2 separate regions of the Arachis hypogaea genome follow, and region 1 is linked to region 2. A link is a contact called in public Hi-C data. All regions are on one chromosome and are shown on one strand. The core of a region is the stretch at or near the end of the contact, and the rest is flanking DNA. Distances in the headings are between cores, read along the strand shown.

The links. A called contact is a pair of places that touch in the nucleus more often than the background predicts.
Region 1: a contact with region 2 is called in a Hi-C map of leaf, with 4 times the contacts expected there. The contact joins the promoter of LOC112796976 here to the promoter of LOC112796973 in region 2. A contact is called at or near these places in 3 of 8 Hi-C or Micro-C datasets (all in leaf).

The regions. Positions count from the first base shown.
Region 1 is chr4:91,658,231-91,662,455 of arahy.Tifrunner.gnm2.J5K5, reverse strand. LOC112796976 reads left to right here and starts at 2,286. Exons shown (of 11, transcript XM_025839684.3): 1 at 2,286-2,901; 2 at 4,081-4,225. The coding sequence starts at 4,123.
Region 2 is chr4:91,519,183-91,523,569 of arahy.Tifrunner.gnm2.J5K5, reverse strand. LOC112796973 reads right to left here and starts at 2,447. Exons shown (of 21, transcript XR_011881230.1): 1 at 1,572-2,447; 2 at 949-1,167; 3 at 642-750; 4 at 179-553; 5 at 5-60. It overlaps LOC112796974 (a long non-coding RNA gene), which reads left to right and starts at 2,069. Exons shown (of 2, transcript XR_003199533.3): 1 at 2,069-2,445; 2 at 3,446-3,646.

The DNA of each region.
Region 1 (4,225 bases), core at 1,037-3,536, 140 kb before region 2:
TAAAACTTGTTGGGCTGATCTGTTTTATTCGCCAGACTAAAAATTTGGAGTGAACACCCAACCCGGTCCCTGTCCTTTTTTTTTATGGACATCACGGCCCTTTTCCAAAAAAAAGGGACATATCGGTCCCTGTCATACTTTTATGAGACATCCTGGTCCTTCCGTCATCTTCCCTGACCAAAACAGACGGAACTTGCCTATGTGTCAGTTAACGTTGTTGAGTTGGAGGTTAATAGTCTGTTAAGTTCTACGTGGCCATTAAGAAATGGACAGGGGTCGATTTGTTCCCCTTTGGAGACCTAAAACTACGTCGTTTTAGTGGTTCTCGCCACGTGCTATTAGGGAATGGTAAGGGGTCGTTTTGTCCCGCTGTAGAAACTAAAAACGACCTCGTTTTTAGTCTTCACTAAAACATAATGGTTTGAAAGTGATTCAACGCTGCTAATCTCTCACTCTTCTCCCAACCCAAATACAAACTCTATGAGACCATGATTGGTAATAGAGAGCATTGTTCATCATCAAACCCACGAAGCAGAGACGATTCAAGCTGGGGCCTAAATTCTGGTGGGAGTGCTAGAGCTCCGAGGAAGAAGAAATGGGTTGCCCCAATTTGTTATTGTGGTTCTCATGCAATATTGTTCATGTCAGGGACGGTGAAGAATCCAGACAGATTATTCTTCCGCTGCCCAAAATTCAAGGTAGTTTTTGAGGGTTTGGCTAATTTTTTGTTTTCAATTTCTATCCCACAGATGATAACAAATGTTAAACTTTTTTGTAGACTGAAAAATGGCATTGCAACTTCTTTTCATGGCTAGATGATTATGTATCTTCATGTGGAGAGGATGCTAACAAGGCTGTCTTATTTGGGGCATCAAAGCAGAAGCAGAATCGATTAGAAGGCCATGGTTATAAGGTGGATAACAAAGTTAATGAGTTGGAGAAAAGATTAATTGGTTTGGAGGATCAGTTAGATTACTGCAGACTGAAAATGGGTGAAAGTAGATGTATTAGGTATGGGTTTGATTTGTTAGCATTTTTGAGTGGGGTTGTAATTGCAAGCTTGTTTAGAGCAAGTGTGTAGGAATTTGATAGCTGAATTTTGGTATTTCACTGAGTTGAGTTGTGAACAACACTTTTGATGATGAATGAAGCAGAAATTATTGTGTTGAATTTGTAAAATTTGAACCATAGCCTGTGATGAATATGTTAAATCTCATCCATATATTGATAGATAATGACATATATGTCATGACATAAATTTAACAAATATGCATGCTAGCTAAGTAGCACTAAGTATCTACAGTCAAAGAAAGATCCATGTTAATATATTGATAATTAAGGAACAGTACAGTTGTTGAAACAACTTAACACATAATATGCCATTCAAAATATGGGCAGCAACATGGCCCTGAGTCAGATAACCAAAATATAAGGATCTCAACCAAAAGCCCTATGCCTAAAACCAATAGTAGTAAGTAGCAAAACATAGAAGTTTTTTTGAAGCAAAACATGTGTCCTAAAAGCTTGTAGCCAAGATACAAAACAGCAACGAAAGGTACTCCAAGTTCACATCTTTTTTGGTTTCTACAGCGGGACAGAACGACCCCTTACCATTCCTTAATAGCATGTGGAGAGAACCTCTAAAACGACGTAGTTTTAGGTATCCAAAGGGGGATAAATCGACCCATGTCCATTTACTAATGGCCACGTGGAACTTAACAGACTATTAACCTCCAACTCAGCAACGTTAACTGACACGTAGACAAGTTCCGTCTGTTTTGGTCAGGGAAGATGACGGAAGGACCGGGATGTCTCACAAAAATATGGGACAAGGATCGATATGTCCCTTTTTTTTTTACAAGGACCGTGATGTCCATCGAGAAAAAGGATAGGGACCGGGTTGGGTGTTCACTCAAAAATTTGAGAGTCCTCTACTTCATCTGCTTTAAAAGGGTGTGACTCCTCATAACTGCAAATTCAGTCGTCGCCGGCTCCAATCCTTACTCAACTCTGTTTAAGAAGTCCTTATCTCCCTTTTTGTATCAAAACCTTCCATTGGACAACTTCTTTGTTCACATCAAAGGCCACCATCAGTGAATGTGATTAATTTGTTCTGTAATTTTTCAATAACTATTGTGATTTAAAAGAATAAAAAAACACAGTTAAATTTAAAAAAAAAAAAAACTCTATCTCTAATTATCAAATTCGGTTCGATCCGATTGGTTTGATCGAAAATCCTGTCGGCCCGGATTAATCAAAACCCAGACCTTTAACCGGACCGGGTCATGCTTTTGCTTTCGTTTGAAAGTTGAAACGGCGTCATTTCTTGTGATGCCCTAGTCTGTCGGATCACCCAGCCCTTAACGTCTCTCTTCTCTGGACTCCTGGTGTCTCTTTCTCGTCGCTCTCTCCCTCAACCTCAAGCTCTCTCACCTCCGATCTCTGACTTCTCTCTCGGTCTCGCACTCACTGTCTCGGACCGAGGCTCGTCGTCGCGCTCTGTGTCGTCACTGTATCGAACTCTGTCCCCGCCTTCCACCTTCCTGCGCTCGCTTCGCCGGCGGCAGAAGAAGACGGAACCAGCATCTGGTCCCTCGGGTGGTGGTCATTGTCGTCTTCTTGCTTCGGGCCATCAGTTCAGCTGGTCAGCTTCCTTCACCGTCACCGTCTCGCTCCCAGTCGCGCCCCTTCCCCGCGATCGTCGTCGCCGCGGCAGAAGCAGCAAGTCCCGGGCAGGTCGTCGTCGTCGCTATCTGTCTCGTCACCGTCGTACTCCGACGCGCGCCTTCCCTGCGCTTGTTGTCGCCGGCAGCAGAGGCAGCAGGTCCCGGTGTGCTAGTCTTCGTTGTCGTCTTCTTGCTTCGAGCCTCGCCTTCAGCTTCCTTCGCTCAACCCGATTTGGTGTGTTCCAACAAATTCCCCCTTTCTTTCTGTTTCAGTTTTGTTGCTGTAATTCATCACTGCACTTTGATTTTGTTGCTGAAAGTTGAATGTGTTGAGAACCTTGAATTTGTTGCTGTCTTGTTGAAATAATCAATTAGCTTAAATTTGTTCATTGCTGAATGAATTTGTTGTTCATTGAACGTTGAATAATCACTTAGTTAAATTTTTTTGTTGCTGAAAATCATCACTGAGTTGAATTTGTTACTGATTATCATCATTGAAGATTGAAGCTATTGTTGTCTCTGAAATAATCACTTATCTAAAGTTTTTGTTGCTGTAAATCTGTAAATCATCTTCTGAGCTAAATCTTTAGTTGCTGAAAATTATTATAGTTGAATTTGTTGTTGAAAATGAGGTTCATCTTCTTTGCAACTAAGAATAAAATTGTTCTGTTAAATTGTTGTTTCCATGCTTTCTGTTTGTATTATTATGGATTATTCTTGGTATTGATTTGTGAAAAATACACAAATGTAGCTATAGATGCAATCCAAATGAAAGAAATGTTGGTCAAGCTTCAAATTTTTCCTAAGATATAGATGCCAACTTTCTTATTATTCCTTGGATTTGATTTACTGATTGTGTTATCTTTTGTTCTCTCTTGTTCATTTAAATTGAGAAAGTATTTTGTACTGGTGACTAGTATATTATCTCTTTTTGCATCATTAGTTATGTCTAAGAATTGATACTTGATTGTTATTAATATGTTTGTGAAGACATGCATTTTAAATTTTAACTTTTGAAGTTAATTTTATTTTTATAATTATATTTTTATTTAATTATGACCGGATCAATCAGGTAAATTACTGACCCACCGGTTGAACCAGTGATCCGGTGACCTAGTCATATGACCGGGTCAATTACCGGTTTAGTTTTGATAACTATGGCTTTTATCTTGCCATTACCATTACAGATTTACAGTTGCTTGAACATACACTGATCTGGACTCTTCCTTGCTGACTTTTGTGAGATATCAGTCGTTTGATATGTATTTGACATTTGATTGTTTGAGAACAATCAGAAGATATTTTACAGTTTAATGGGAGCGACTTCTGGTGGCTGAATTTTGTATGCAGTTATGTAATGGTTCTTTGGTAGTGGAAGGAAATAAGCAATTGATCATTAGTTTCATATCTACAGGAACAACAAATTCGATAGATGCGAGAATAGCTTGATAGAAGGATGGAATTTTGCTTCCTAAGGATTTTAAAGCTCACTATGAAAGTACTCGTGATGTTATTGCTATTTCTGGGCAATATCAAGAACTCTACAGCATATTTTTCAT
Region 2 (4,387 bases), core at 1,198-3,697:
ATACCTTCAAAGTAACTGACTTCTTAAGCGACAAACTGGAATGAACAAGGTACAAAATTCCTGAAAACAGAAAGAAATGGAGATATTAATGAATTAATCATTTTGGTTCAAGAAATGCAAATGCCTCAAAATCTCGACAAAAATGCCAATCTTAGACTCATTCTGAACCAAATCAAACCTGAATTGGTCAATGCATAAATTGGAAGGCAATCACCAGCTTGTTTACAATTATCATAGCTGCTATTTATCCACACAGAAGAAGCAATATATATACAAGAGCTTCCTTTATGAATAGCAAGATTTGTTGGCTTTTCATGTATCACTATTGATGCTGACCTGCCCTTTGTTCCATTTATTTGTGTACTTCTAGATGATCCAAGTACCCAAAATTTCAAGTGCTTTTCTCCAGCAGTTATGATTAATTTTGCATCCGATGAGAAGCTGACATTTGAGACAGTAGAGCAGGCTGAAGTTGCTTTAACCTTTGTTACTAGCTCACCACTTCGCCACTCCCAAAGGTAAATATACCCCCCAACCGATACCAAATGTTTACCTGCAACAGAATACTATAAAATAAGTAAGAAGCAGTAGGTAATCAAATTAATTAAGAAAATCATATATTTGGCAAAAGTGTAACCAACCATTAGGTGAGAAGCAGATGCATGCGACTCCATATAGATGACCTTTCAGTTCAGAGATAATGGACGAAGTAGAAGAATCCCATATTAGTACTGAGCTCTGGCTTCCTGCCTGCAAGACCTAGTTAGATTCTTGTTGGACGTGGTCTTTCTAAAGAAGCACCACCTTTGTACTAACATTCTCAAATAAACTGGAAGCTATATTTATTCACAGGTCATGAACTGTTTGCGGCGCACTCCTTTGTGTGAACAAGTGACCTTACAAACAGAATACTGCTACCAAGATCAAATTAAAAGAGTTGATTCTCACCTCTCCAGCCGCAACAAAGTGCCCATCTCGTGACATAGCCACACAACTCAAAGGCTTTGGCAATCTATAAGACACCATTAGGTGTGACTGAGTACCTAAGTTCACATCATAAACAACCACTACGGAACCAGCCAAATAAGCACATTTGGAACTCAAGCCACTTGAAGCTAACCCATTGCCGTTTTTTGTCGTCAATCCGATTACCTCCTCCAAACCCAGCTGCAAATAAAGAAATAAGAATAAAAAGAATTCATTTAGAAATTAACTCTTAGTTTTGTAACAATATAAGTAGTCACTAGTCAGCACTACCGAGTACCGAACACGCAAATTATTAATTAGCAGATAATTTTGAACTCAAATTTATCACGAAACAAGGGTTTGAGGTTCTAAAATGATTCCACATTGATTTCTTTTATAAGAAAGATAAAAAATAAATAAATTTGGGGGGAATAAGTTCTACTCAGTCAGCAAACTTAAGGTGAAAGTTTTACTTAGCTCACAGTTTCTCCATCCTCGGGGAACAAACAGTGTTAGAACTCGTGAGCCAGAAAATCACAACTCACATTGCTTTGTTTTTGAGGGGCTTCAAAAATCAAAAAAGAAAAGAAAAGAAAAAAAAAAACCTTGAATGCAGCATCGTGTTTGTTGACTCTGTAAGAGGATTTCATTCTGAGAAGAGAATGAAGGAATCCCTAATCAAGCTAATGGTCGCTTTTTAAGATCATCTTATTAAGCTTCGTGAATCAGAAACACTGAGCAGAGGGAGAGGCGGGAATTTTGCTCAAATCAAAACTAAAATGAAACTGTTGTCTTTTTTTTTTAATTTAAAATTTTAAATGCAGAAAAAATATTTTAAAAGTCACGGATATGGCGTTTGTTTTAAAAATATTTTAAACAGCATTGTTTTGAGAACCAGTCATTAGGCCGATTCGGTTAGGTCTAAAAACCGTCTGAAAAAAATTGGTTAAAAAATTGGTCGAACTGACAGTTAGCCAGTGAACCAGCCAGCTTTTTAAAGGTCTCTCGATTCCGTCATCCTCCCAAAACGGCGCCGTTTTGTGCTTTAGAAAAAAAAAAAATCCAAAACAGCAAAACCCTGAAACTAAAGAATGAAACCAACGCAGCCACACACAGTCACCCATCATCAACTATCCTCTCCTCTGTCCTCTCTCAAACTACACAGCATCAAGTAAACCTAGTCCCCAGCCACCCAGCACTGCAGCCCGCCGCCCGCAGCCACCGCAATCTCTGCCACCACTGCAGCCACGCAGCCCCCGCAGGCCGCAGCCACTGCAGCTCCCGGCAACCCCACAGCCACGCAGCCTCCACCGCCACCGTAGGAAGATCCGTCGCCGTCGTAGGAAGCTGTGTCGCCGTGATTGGAAGCTCCCTCGCCGTCGTTTGGAAGCTCGTTGGCGATCTCCTCTGTTCGAGCTCTCTCTCTCTCTCTCTGTGTTGCCGTTGTGTTTCTGTCACTGCCCTTCCTCCTCTCAGCCGGTGAGTACTGTGATAAATTGAGAACATTAAATATTGAGAATATTAAATGCTGTGTAGTTTGTTAAACACAGTCACTTTGCTGTTCATAATTTTGTTCATTTTTTTTTATTCATACTTGTTCATAAGCACTGATAATATTGAATGCTGTGTAGTTTGTAAATTTTGTTCATAAAATTTTTGTTTGGTGTTCATAATTTTGTTCATATTTGTTCATAAACAATGATAATATTAAATACTGTGTAGTTTGTTAATTTTGTTCATAAAATTTCTATTTGCTGTTCATAATTTTATTCATAATTTTGTTCATAAGCACTGCGATAATTCTGTTGCTGAGTTAATTGACTTAATTCTATTCATAAATTTTTTGTTTGCTGAGTAGTTTTGTAAGCACTGTGATGAAAGTTTGTAAGCTGAGTTAATTTTTTTTGGTAAGCGCGGTGATATTTAGTTAAACCGGTTGAACCAATTAAACTTTAGTTGAACTAGTGAATTTTTGAACTAGTAATTTTTAGGGCTGCACGTGGATAGGATAACATCCGCATATCCGTGGTATTTATCCGCATTCAATCCGAATTTTGCGAATATTATCCGATCTGCAGAGTCATCGGATCGGATTGGATCCGATCCGCACTATGGTAGGATCGGATTGCGGTTTCGGCAACGATATCCGCGGATTCGATCCGCAAATCCGCATATCCGCACATCACATATAAATAGCATAGTTTAAGAAAATAAATCCTAATGTGATATGAATTTTAGTGTGTTATTTTATGAATTTTATGCTATTTTGTTTTTAATTTTTTATATTATATTTCAACTTAGAATAATTAAACTTAAATCTTGTGTTATTATTTTATTTTTGTTATTCCAAAAAACTATTATTGATAATATTTTAGGAGTAAATAAATAAACTTAAACAGATAAAAAATAAATTCTCTGGATATTTTTTTTGTTAAAACAGTCGAATAGAATCTTAAAATAGTTTTTTTTAATTATGCAGATATGCGGATATCGTATCCGATCCTATGAGTGCAGTGCAGATCGGATAGAATTTTAGGCTATATCCGATCCGATTCGATCCATGTGCAGCCCTAGTAATTTTATTGGTTTATTGACTAGTCTGGTTTTCACAATTTTGATAAACAACTTAATTAATTTTTTTTAAAAAAATAGCTTAAACAATAAATATTTATGTTAAAAATAGCTTATAAATAAGTTATTTTGTGTTTATTTGTTTAATTTTAAAAGTGTTTATTTTAAAAAAACGTGATAAAAAAATTTTATTCTAAAAAAGTCTTTTTTTTTTAATTTCTCCATAAACATTTAAATAATTTATTAGAAATCTACAATTTAGTCACTAAAAAAAATCTATAATTTAATTTTAAAAATTACACCAAATATTAATACTATTATTTTTTATAAATTAAAAATTTAAAAAATTAATTTTTAAACATTTCTAAACGGATCCTAAGTCCTCTACTATATAATATGGAGACAATATTGAGTTTAATCTTCAAAATTTTAATTATTTTTATTTAGTCTCTAAATTTTATGAAGTGATTTATGTTAGATTTTAGAACAATTTTTAATACATAAATATTAATGAAACGCTGTTATAAATAATTAAATGGTAGTATGCCACTTGAAATTTAACATCGTTTAGTTTTAGTATTTGGATCGTTCAAAAGTGATATTATTAAAATTTTTCTTTCAAAACAACCTATATGATATTTTGAATTATTTGAATGTCAAAATCAAATCAATATTATTTTACAGATTTTAACTTGGTATTTCGCTATCTATGTTAGCACCATTTAACATTTGTGTGATGTAAATTATTAATACGAGAACTTGTTTGAATGAATTTTTATGAAAAGATTTTCATTTTAGTTATCTTTTTTAATAGATTGTTTTAAAATAATTTTTTTTAAATATTTCATAT